2 separate regions of the Mus musculus genome follow, and region 1 is linked to region 2. A link is a contact called in public HiChIP or PLAC-seq data. All regions are on one chromosome and are shown on one strand. Each heading gives the region's core, a stretch centred on a gene start, on an enhancer-like site or on the middle of the called end of the contact. The rest is flanking DNA. Distances are from core to core; before and after follow the strand shown. Region 1 overlaps Lsamp (limbic system-associated membrane protein). Region 2 holds the start of Lsamp (limbic system-associated membrane protein).

Region 1 (5,812 bases), core at 2,164-4,663, 590 kb before region 2:
TTCCTCACTCCCTCCATTCCTTTCTTCCTAACTTCCTTCCTCCCATCCTCTTTCCTTTCTTCTTTTTTTTTTATTCCAGAGAAACATGGTTTCTAAGAATAAAATCTCACAGGTCTCTATTTACCCAAAGTCCTTCTCTTATTAGCATAATTTTTTCTCTTTTTGTGCAGTGTATGTTTGCGTTTTACACATGTGTGCATGGCAGAGGGTGTGCATATTTGTGCACATGTGCATAACTGCATTTGTGGAAGCCAGAGATTGACTGACATTAGGTGTCTTCTTCAATCACTCTCTACTTTATGTATCGAGAAAGGGGCTGTAGTTTGAACTCAGAATTTGCTTATTTGTAATCTAGGCAGCCAATTTGCTATGGAGATGCCTCGACCACCTTTTGAATGCTAAGATTTTAGGCTAGCCACCAGCCAATCTGGCGTTTATGAGGGTGCTGGGGATTAGAACTTCTGTCATCACACATGCAGGCAACCCCACACTCCCAAATCCTGTTTTTCGGTACCCTGATAAACTTTTCTATGATTTTATGAAATAGATGGACAGTTTCTTCAAAGATATCCAAAAGGTCACCATAGTCATTATTGAGTTGACAGTGGATGCTGCTTGCAGCACCATAGGAAGAAGAATGCTTAAGTGAAGTCTGGGTCCAAAGAGAGAAAGTGGAAATATCACCCATGAAGGGAGAAAAATAAGAATTTGGGAAACATGCTTCAAGCTAACCTCCTGAAGTATTTACTGTGGCTTGCTTGGTTTTTTTTAAATGTGAAGAAATATGTTCTAACTACTTTGTGTTTGGTGGAAGCTAATAAGTTCTTAAGTACAAATGCAATTGGCATCACTTGGAAAATAAAGGCAGAAGGCTTATGGTGGAGTGAGGTGCTTTCTAACCTTCATGTTGTTGGTATTGGTAGGTCTCAGGTCTTCTTGGGACATCCTGTGCAATATCTCCCATGGGTGCTTAAAAATATCAGGTTGCTGTGTGGTTCTGAGTGAATGTTGATTTAAATGCTTAGTCTACAAACCATGTCAACTGGAATATGTGGTAAAGGAGCTGCAACATATCTGTCTGATGGATTACATCTGTGGTTTTATGTGGTTTGATTAAGTCCCCTAAGAATTCCTGTGCTGGAAACTTGGTCTCCAGTCTGTAGACATTAGGTGGTGGAACCTGGAAGAGATGAGGTTTAGTGGGAGGTAATTGGGTCATTGAATCATTGTCCATGGGAGAAATTTCTTAGAGGATCCTGGTTAGTTAGCAAGGAATATTGTTATAAGAGAGCAAACTGCCTAGTCTCTTATCGTGTGATCATCTCGCTTGTGTACATCTGTTCCCATTATGCTATTTACTGTAGCCTGATGCAATCAGGGAGGCTTTGCAAGGGGCACTGAAGTGTTATTTGGATTCTGTTCTCCAAAACAGTGGAAAACGGGACTAATACAAACATTATATTGTAAAGCAATTTCACTGTTCTTCTCCAGCTTCGTCAATAAGAATGGAGGACCGAAGCAGCAAGTAGTTAAAGCTGGATAAAAAGGGAAAAAATACTCTAGATGAATCCTTTGGGAATAAAATAGAAGTAAGAATTCCCGCAGATCTTGATTATTTGCAAGATTGTTTTGTAATACGGAGGGTGAGGTGAAGATTTGAATTGCTGGACAGAGGCAGCAATGACCAAGATCCCTTCACCATTGTCATCAAAACGGCAGGGGTAATACTCGACCTGTTATTAGCGTTTCTGCCATGGCTGAGGATTAAATATCATGAGAGATGAGAGCAGCAGTTGCTGTTTTCAAGAGTCACATAAATCAATTGGCATTTTGTAAGTGAGTGTGTTAAACCCAGCAGGGCAGCTGCACTGTGGAAGATCAGCTAGGCAGAGTCCTGTAACTGCCTTTGAAATGTAATTAAAAGCAAAGCAAAACATAGCCATCCTCTCTGGCCCCTCCATTCTTCCTTTGCATGTCCAGATGCTGAAATGGCTCATTTGAGTTCACCCCTAAATCCCAGCTCTTTTTCCTGGATCAGCTCATTGCTGAATGTGGTTCTCCAATTCAGAGAGAACTATTCTTGCTTAACATCAATACATAGTCAATGGAAAGTGGAGGTGGAGGTGGGAAGTAGAGCAGCCAGGAACATGTTTCAGCGTAGACTGAAGTGATGCCGGCGTGGTGTTTCCAGCTAACATAATTTTGACAGCCTTTGGTAAGACTCTAGGGCCACTGTAACAATAACAAGGGGTCTGGTAGTTGGTGTCTTCCTTTTATACCAAGGTGTATAAGCTGGGGATTGAACAATCTGTGGACATTCATTTTGGGTTCCAGGTGTCTGCTTACTGCATCCTTCAGTATGGGGTTTTTAACCTTTCTGTGAAGCAGACAGATCAGTCTGGGAAGGGCCAAGTGCAGCTCAGGAGCACACATCTAGGCCAAGTGGGAGCAAAGAGGAGAGCTCTTGCCTGCTCTTAAAAGCAGCTGATTGACCAGGCTGGGCCAAGGCACCAAGGAAGGCTGTGAGGCCATCGGGCCGAAGCCTAATAGGAAAACAGCAGCAATTTGTCTCCAATGCTATTTATGTTTCAAGTGCTGGACAGGTTGTCAGTGCAAGTGAGGGTCGCTAAATTTACTGCCTTTCAGATTACAGCTACAGTCTCTGACTTGACAAGTCACTTCATTTAAAAAGCATAGCATGGGGGATATTTCTTCTTCTTTTTAAATAAAAAACAAAGGAAGAAAAAAAAAAGAGGCCACCAGAGGTTTCAATGTTTGAAATGAAGAAAGTGCATAAGACATTCTCAACCTGACACATGAATATTGGAAGAAGGTGGCTGCCCTTTCTAGCTTCTCTCTAATTAAATTGGAAGGGAGGATGGAACCAACGTTGTCAGTCCCACTCATCTGTGGACTGGGCGATGTTTCACTGAGGGCAGGGACAGCATGAGAGTCTGCAGGGTTTCATCCTTAAAGGCCATCATTAGAAGCAATGGGTTACAAAACAGGAACAAATGATACCTACTCTTTTGATCCACCTTTAATTTGTTTTCTGAGGCCTTTAAATTCTGTGGAAAATAACTATAAGCAGAAAGAAGCACTTTGCTCTCTGGTGAGTGAAGGGGGTTAAAGATGGGTTACCTTGTAGAATAAGACTAACATTTCAAAATAGAAGTCTACAGAATAAAAAGCCCTAAATAGTCAAGCACGGACTTGAAAGTTGTGGATGGAATATCAGCACAGATTCCTAGCGTGTATAGTTATCAACAAATGTCTACGACTACCAAGCACCTGCCAATACGTTAATCAGGAAGCATAGAGAAAGAGGAAGGGCCCATCTCTAGCTCTTGTGCAACTTGCATTTTCAAATGGGGAGATGAAATCAAAAGATTTGGGGAGGCCCCAGCCTTCTTTCACATAGGAAAAAAAAGGGAATGACTGATGAGGTGACTCACATCTATAATCCCAGCACCTGTGTGGCTGAGGTAGGAGGATTTGAGACCAACTATGCATAATGATCAGGACAGTTTGGGTTAAAGAATAAGACCCCAAGTAAGGCATGAAATAAAAAGCCATAAGAAACAATATACTATTTTTTTTACATAAAAAGTAAAACCTCCATAGTAGAAACCTTTATCAAGCGCTATACAAATGACAGGCCGAAGAACCAATTTGTGGTATATATGACCTAACAGGATCACAGTAATATAGCGCTGAAGTTTCAACACTTCAAGGGTGGCCTAACATTTTGGGGAAGAGTTTGGTCACATCTATTCCAGCTGCACATGGGCATATATGAACCAGTGAGTCCACAGCTGTGCAGTGATGCTCAAAGGAGCAGAAGCAGCTACCGTCTTAGGAGAGGCCATGAGGCTTTATCCATATCCATAGACCGGGACAAGAGCCAGCCGGAATGACAGCTGCAAAAGCAGCAGGAACCATTTACCAAATATGTTGTGTGAAAGAAATAAAATAGGATGTAATCTTAAAGCCACCGTATGAACTCACACACAGGAAAATTCATCTCCATTTCTTCTAGGCATATTGTCGACAAAGTCATAAAGCAAATCAAGGAAGGGATCACAGCAAAGTGTTTATCATCGTCATACTTAAGGCTCATTATGTGCTCTTGTTTGTGCAGATTAGTTTATGTACGGTTTAATTTATGTAATATGGAATACTATGCTACCTAGTTATGATAATTGTGTTGATTATAGAATATTGCATATAATATATTATTTATATTTACAAATATATGTGCATACAGGAACAAATATCTTCATATGCATAATTTTGACCTACTTGTTTATATGTGAAGATTGTCTAAGTAATGTTAGCAGTCTTACTTCCGGCCCACGGGACTGTTAGTAATGGAAGCTTGTGGCAGGAAACTTTCTTTTGCTTAGTTGATGCTCCCCTTTTATGCTACCCTATGCTGTTCACATTCCTGACATACATCCTCTATTCTTCTTATAGTAAAGCATTTTAAAAACTGGAATTGGGTTTATTTAAATTTCAGTATAGGAAAAGCCTTTCTTGTGCTTGTGGCTTTATTCCAAAGGCAAATTTCTAAAAACAAAGAAAGAAAGAAAGAAAGAAAGAAAGAAAGAAAGAAAGAAAGAAAGAAAGAAAGGAAGAAAGAAAGAAAGGAAGAAAGAAAGGAAGAAAGAAACAACAACACACAAACCAAACAAACTTCCCAAATTAAATAAAACAAATTCTGACCCAGCACTTGGAAGGCAGAGGCAGGCAGATTTCTGAGTCTGAGAACAGCCTGGTCTACAGAGTGAGTTCCAGGACAACCAGGGTTATACAGGGAAGCCCTGTCTTGAAAAACAGAAACAAAAACAAAAACAAAAAAATTCTGAGATGGTTCCATTTCTAGAATAAAGGAAGACAAATTAATTGGCAAATAATACAGCCATCCCAATGAAAGGAGAATAGTATCAAACAAACCAATATCATATGAAACAAGACCAATTTCCCAGTTAAGTGGGCAGGACGAGGTTTTAGTGTGTGCCCTGTACGTCTCACTGTATCTCTAACCTCCGTCATTCACCGTCCAGCCACAGGATGAACCACAGCTGTGGTCCTCATCCACGCAGCTCTGAGTAGAGAGAGCTGAGCTTGGCTTGCTGTTAGAAGCTCTTGTTGATAGCAAACACAGAAGTGGATGCTCACAGTCAGCTATTGGATGGATCACAGGGCCTCCAATGGAGGAGCTAGAGAAAGTACCCAAGGAGATAAAGGGATCTGCAATCCTATAGGTGGAACAACAATATGAAATAACCAGTACCCCTCCTCCCCCCCCCCCCCCCCGGAGCTCTTGTCTCTAGCTGCATATGAATCAGGAGATGGCCTAGTCGGCCATCAGTGGAAAGAGAGGCCCATTGGTCGTGCAAACTTTATCTGCCTCAGTACAGGGGAATGCTAGGGCCAAGAAGTGGGAGTGGGTGGGGGAGCGTGTGGGGGACTTTTGGGATAGCATTGGAAATGTAAATGAAATAAATACCCAATAAAAAAAAAAGAAAAAAAAGAAGCTCTTGTTGACTGAGAGGGGTCTGGGAATTGAAGGTGACAGTGTTTCTTTGCACACTCACAGGAATTTTCCTACCTACCCCTCCACCTTTAGCATCATTTTGCAAAGTTCTTCTTACTGATTGATGGATTTTGCTGGTTTACCCAGCAAGGATTAAACCACCCACCATCTTTTGTCAGCATCACTATTCACTTTTCATATGATGTGTACTCTACGTACTATATTTTTATGAGTGATGATTAGTAGCTGAATAGCCTTAGGCAGAATCTTTGA
Region 2 (5,863 bases), core at 1,983-4,482:
CTGCCATTTCACTTTCTCAGTGCCAAGCATCTACTGTGGCTGCCAATGAATCAAGTTCTCCTCCCTCTCCTCCCCTGGAAGCTCACACTCCCAGCAAAATGTCACCAACAAAGTAGAAGCATGCCTTTCCCAGGCTAGACTTGCAAACAGAAAGTAACAGCACTATTCTTCACCAGAAAACTGACCCACAAAGCAGACTGGATCCAGTTAAAGAGCCTGAGGAGAAGGTCAGCTAAGAAAACAAAAGTAACTCACTCTATAGTTACTTCTGATAGAGCTCCACCAACCTCAAAAATAAAGCCTCGTCTCAGTCAGAGAAAATAAAAAGGAGGGCATGTTAGGTGAGGTCTGGAGAAGCAATGGATTCCCATAGGTGACTTATTTGCATGTTGTTTATCTGTCTTCCTTCTCCCTGGGAATAACTGGTGTTGGATTTGTTCCCTTTCCTCAGACTCCATTTCTACATTGTAATATCTGAAAAACTGTGATAATTAAAAACAAAACAAAATTCCAAATTCTTTGCGCAATCATCATGCAAACACATATCCATACCGTACAGATCTTTTTGTAATGAGAATGCCTCTTCTAGATGTAGACATCTATGTGTTCCCTACATGGAAGTGCCAGCATCCATTTATTCTGCTCATTAACACGTCCATGTTTCTCTGACTGTACCTTAGGATCCTGTGCTGCTCATTTACAAAGACATCAGGAACTCTTCAAAAATTTAAATCAAAAAGTTTTATACATTCAGAGTAGACCCATTTCTCACCTTTAATCTTGCAATCTTGGGAAACAAGTCACTTCTAGGGCAAGCATAAACGTAGAGCTCTGCTGCTAGTAAAGGGTTAAGGATGTTAGGGAATACGAATGTCAGCAGCTGAGAAGGCATGCTTGTGTGTTTGCAAAAATATTTTCTGCATTATGTCCAAATCCCTTTGCAAACAGATAAATTACTCTATAAATCTTATTACCCCGTGTGGATAAATCACAAATGCAGGTTTACAAAGCTAGGGAGCTACAAGGGGAAGTCCGCTCTGGTTAGGAGGGTATTTGGGATTCATAATCACTCAAAGCCCAGGAAATGAAGAAAGAAGTACTCACACACACTATCATGTGCTCACTCTTTTGCCCTCTGGAACAACACATGTACCTGTACATAAAACACACACACACACACACACACACACACACACACACCCCTAAAACATGCCATATCACACCACACACGATTTCATCTCTAACAAGGCTAAAGGGATCCCAAAGCAGGACATTCTGTGACAGCCAACCAAATTTATTTCTGAGAAAAGAAAAGAAAACTTTGCTGCTGTAGGCAGCTCTGCCACAGAACTGCTCCCTGATGCCCCGGGGTTTATGCACTATCAGCTCCTTGCACACAGATTAGAGGTTGATTTTCTATGGCATACTGTTTTTTATTGCCCCAGCCAGCAATATTACCTAGATAGACAGACCAACACTGGGTCATTATATTTGGAAGAAATGGGATTTTAAAAGATCTCCTAGGAAAATACTTTCTCCTTTTCTCCTCTTTTTCTATTATTATCTGCCTGAGAGTCGAATAAAGCTGGGAAGGGAGAGAGGAGAAGGGAAATAGAGGAAAGAAGCTTTGAGCTTTAAGGAAATGTAGTAATGACAAGGTATCATCCAAGTCTCTCTACCTTAGGAGGGTCAAACTCTCAAGGACTTGGGAAGCTTTTCCAAATTTCCATCCCAAATTATATTGCGGAGCTTGGCAGAGCTGCATAAGCATAAGACTTTGAACTCAATGATCAATTTGTAGTATCTAATGTAATATCAGGTTAATGCCTTCTCCTCCTCTGTTTAAGTTTTCTATTCTTAACGGCCTGCCATTAGGCTGGATCCTTTCCTTCCGTTCTCTCATTCTCGTGTTGATTTCTGTCCACATTCCCAAAAAGCCTCAGTAATCATCCAAAGTTGTAAGATTGATTTATTGCCTATGATGTCAATTCAGAGATCTTTACAGAAAGTCTTCTATCAGAACTACTGCTAGGGCAGACTGAGCCTTGCTGAGCAACACACACACACACACACACACACACACACACACACACACACACACGAACAAGAGAATGCAGCCTTGCGTACCACGTTTTGAAAGCCATAACTCAACAACTCTTGTGTCTGAATAGAAGAATCTCAACAAAAGTCTAAGTGCCAAGCGTGAGCAATTACCACAGCATGAATACAGCCCAATGCCACTAATGCCATAGATAAAGTTCGGCTTTCTTGACTAGAGAAAACAACATTCAAAGAACGGAACAACATTCCAAAAGCACCCTTGGCTCTTGACAGGGACCAGACTCCCTTAAATTTTGTTCCTGGCTAAATCTTCAAGTCGATACAAGGGACACACACACACACACACACACACACACACGCCCACTAACCCAGGGCAGCTGGAGTTCACTATTACACACACACACACACACACACACACACACACACACACACACACACACCAGAAAAGTTGCTCGCAAGCCCTACCTGAGGATGGCCGTGTCCCCCTGTCTCACGGTGATGTTGTCCGTGCCTCGGTTAAAATCCACGCTGCGAACGGGCAGTCCTGTGGGAAGAAGGCAGAGCAGTCTCAGTAGGACCAGCGGCAACTGTTTCCGATCGGGCTGAACTCTCCCGACCATGGTGGCCTCGGCGAGTTGGTCCGCGGTGGACTCGCGTGTGCGCGCTGCTGGCCACGGAGAGGGGCTCTAGCGCGCGGGGCTCGCAGCCACTGCCAAGGCTGCTCGGGCGGGTCCAGCGCGCACTCCCTTCCACTTTGCCTTGCTCTTTCCCTCGCTTAGTCTCTTTTCCCTCTGGGATTTAACAAAGCCCTCATCAAATCCAAGCAGGAGTCGGGGAGAAAGTGGAGGAACAAATTTTCCGAAGGAAGAGTGCAAATATAAAATGCTTTAATGATGAGGAGGCGACTGTCAATGGCAGGGGTGCTTCCTTAGACTCTCTGTAGCTGGCTGCTTCTCTGCCAGCGTCTGGGCTGAGCTGCTTCCCTCTGTAACCCACTTTCCCAGGCAGCAGGAGAGCCTGCCAGGGAGAGTAAAGAAACAGCCTCTTGCAGCAGCAGCAGCAGTAGCGGCAGCAACCCAGGAGCTCTCTCCCCCTCCTCTTTCTTGTTTCTCCCTCCAGTCCCTGTTCTCTCTCTACTCAGCACCTCCCCCCTACCCTGCTGGTTTTCAACAGCCCCACCACGTCATCCCCTCCTCCCACCCCTCAGCGTGGCCCCTTGCTTTGCACAACTGCCCTCTTCACCAGCAGCCAGCCTCAATGAAAGCCTGATGCGCCTTTGGGTTGTCAGGACAACAGCTCCATCTGAGGCCTGGCTGATTTCCTTAAGAAGAGGGGATGGGGCTCAGAGGTACTGTTAAGACAGGGAAGGGGAGGTGGACTTAAGCTGTAAAAGGACAGGAGAAAGGGTCCAGGAAAGGAGAGGGAAGGCATGGCAAGAAAGAAATGCAAACCTTGACAAATGGAGTTACATACACATGGATAGGAAGGCATACTGCAGAATGGACCAGAAAAATGAGAAAGGATGAAGAAACTAGCCAGGCTGAGTCTCAAACTGAAAGCCAAGGTTGGTTTCAAAGTCCTGGCAAATGGCTTTCCACACTCGCATGGTATTCACCCTTTCTCCTCTCCTGAAGTATTTAAAAGGTTTATTTTCTCTCCCCTCTTCATCCTCCTCCCCCGCCACCCCCTCCAAGCCCCTTATGAAAGATGGATTGGAGACAATGCTGGCATTGAGTGGCTCGGGGTGTGAATGCTTGTCTTGTCTTTCCCAAGTGCCAGCCAAAGCAGCTGAACCTTGATCCCCATATCAACCTCACTCTCCAGGAAACCCACAGGCAGACACCTGAGGGATGGGATTCGGGATTATCATTCACATGGTCCATTGCAGCTAGCTCGCCAGGTTTCTAATGCCACTGGCTTCTCAAGAAACCCAGCGATACAAGGAAGTAGATCTGAACATTTGTCATTTACAAGGAGATCTAAGTCTATAGATAGCACTATACTGAATGCAGATGCCAAACAGGTGTAAGGAATTAGCACTTGTCACTCCTACACAGCTACCCAACCTAGCCAGTGCTGTCTGTAAGGAGTAAACCCACCATAGTCACTCAAGGGAGAGTTTCAATGCCAGGCAGCTCCCTCAGCCCTGAGGCTGGAGACGGGATCAGCTGAAGACATCTCTTCTCTCCCGAATATCCTCCCTCTCTCAACACTCACAGAGTACAAGAGACAGTGTTATAAAGTCTACAAAACAAATTATAGTCAGCTTTACACAACTGACATTGCAAGACTCATTTCCCCAATCAAGAGACAGCAAATCCTTCCAGGTTCGAGGTTGTATGTGAAAGAGGCAGGGGGTAGGAACAGATATGTAGTTTCCAGGTTTGAGCAAGCAAATCACCCTCAGACCCCAAGAATAAGCAATTACCCTTGGTTTCCTTTTGACTTCTTGGTACCAGCAGAGCTTTGGAATTTCACCTGTTTCCTCTGTGATAGCAAGGAAATTTGACAAGGGCAGCTGTACCTTGTATCTTAGTAAATGTGATAAAACATCCTGGCCAAACACAGCATGGTGAGGACGGACAGCTTTGCTGGCTTACCCTTCTACATCACAGTCTACCATCAAAGAAGCCAGACAGGAACTCAAGGCAAGAATCTGGAGGCAGGAATAAAAGCCCCTTGTGGCTTGATCAGCCTGTTTTCTTAAACAACCCAGGACCATCTTGCCCAGGTGTTTCTCCTGCCAGTAGTATGGAACCTCCCGCCCCCAATAATTAAAACAGAAAATGCCCCATAGACTTGCCTACAGGACACATTTATGGAACCGTTTTCTCAGTTAAGACTCTCTCTTCCCCAGCATAGCTAAGATTGAGTGAAGCTGAGGAAGCCAACCAGGCCACATGGTTAGCTACAGACACGTGCAACCAAAAAAATCATAGCAAGAGGAATAAGCTGTGAAACCCCAACAGAACTCAAGCCCTAAGGAGTCACTCACAGATGGTATTTGCCTTGTCCCCCAGAATATTTAAAGGATTTTTGGACAGTATTTTATTAGTTTAGAGGTAGATGACTTCCTACAGATTATGGGAGAAAATACTTTAAAGTATTGGAATCTGAATTGTCCCAAGTCAAGGTTTATAAAGTCAATGACTTTTATTTTCACTGTGAGTTCATTTCACCTAAATCAAGATGGGCTTTGTCAGTGGTGATGAGCAGTCTTAGAAAGCAGGAATGAGCCATGGCTGGCTCGGGACACGGCTGTTGAAATTTTGAGCTCATTTTATCAGTGAAGAGATGGCTAGATAAAGTGGTTAGTTGAGTCATAAGTGCTGTAATAGGCAGTGTGAATGGAGCAAATGAGTTTAGCATGCTAAAGGGGGTGGTGTCAAGATTGGCAACGTCTTCCCATACATTGCCAACAGGCTTGACCATCCTTGCCAAGGATCTTGTTGCTGTTAGACATGGATGATTTGCTTGCACAATGACTTAGATATAGAATATGTTCTTTTGTTGTAAGGTGTTCCTCTACTATCAGAAAGAAAAAAAAATAAAGAGATGGTGGACATAGACCTTACAAAATGTCTTAATTCTATTGACCATGCCAGGAAAGTGATATTGTCCACTGGGGACACAGTGTATTCCTAGATGCCACGGCAAGAAGGACTAGACCCATAAAGATCAATGCAATGCCTCAGTGGACAGGATCTTGTGTGAGAAAGGAACAGAATTATTTATTTATTTATTTATTTATTTATTAAAATTACAATACTAGTAATTTTTTGTGACAGAGGTCAACACATGA

The links. HiChIP or PLAC-seq counts read pairs in DNA pulled down with a chosen protein or histone mark.
Region 1: a contact with region 2 is called in an H3K27ac HiChIP or PLAC-seq map of SST interneurons, with 6 times the contacts expected there. The contact joins the enhancer-like site here to the promoter of Lsamp in region 2. A contact is called at or near these places in 1 of 484 Hi-C or Micro-C datasets (cerebellum) and 4 of 115 datasets of contacts at active chromatin or transcription factors (SST interneurons, astrocytes, embryonic midbrain and 1 more).

The regions. Positions count from the first base shown.
Region 1 is chr16:42,120,047-42,125,858 of GRCm38.p6, reverse strand. All of the region lies in intron 3 of Lsamp (limbic system-associated membrane protein), which reads right to left. Among named protein-coding and RNA genes, the nearest start is that of Gm52229, 160 kb to the right of the region's middle. Within about 2 kb of position 3,413, at least 6 of the 459 cell types and tissues checked have an H3K27ac peak or open chromatin away from gene starts, as enhancers often do. A contact at or near this core is called in SST interneurons, where this site is marked.
Region 2 is chr16:41,530,195-41,536,057 of GRCm38.p6, reverse strand. Lsamp (limbic system-associated membrane protein) reads right to left here and starts at 3,232. Exons shown (of 7, transcript NM_001347236.1): 1 at 2,527-3,232. The coding sequence starts at 2,681.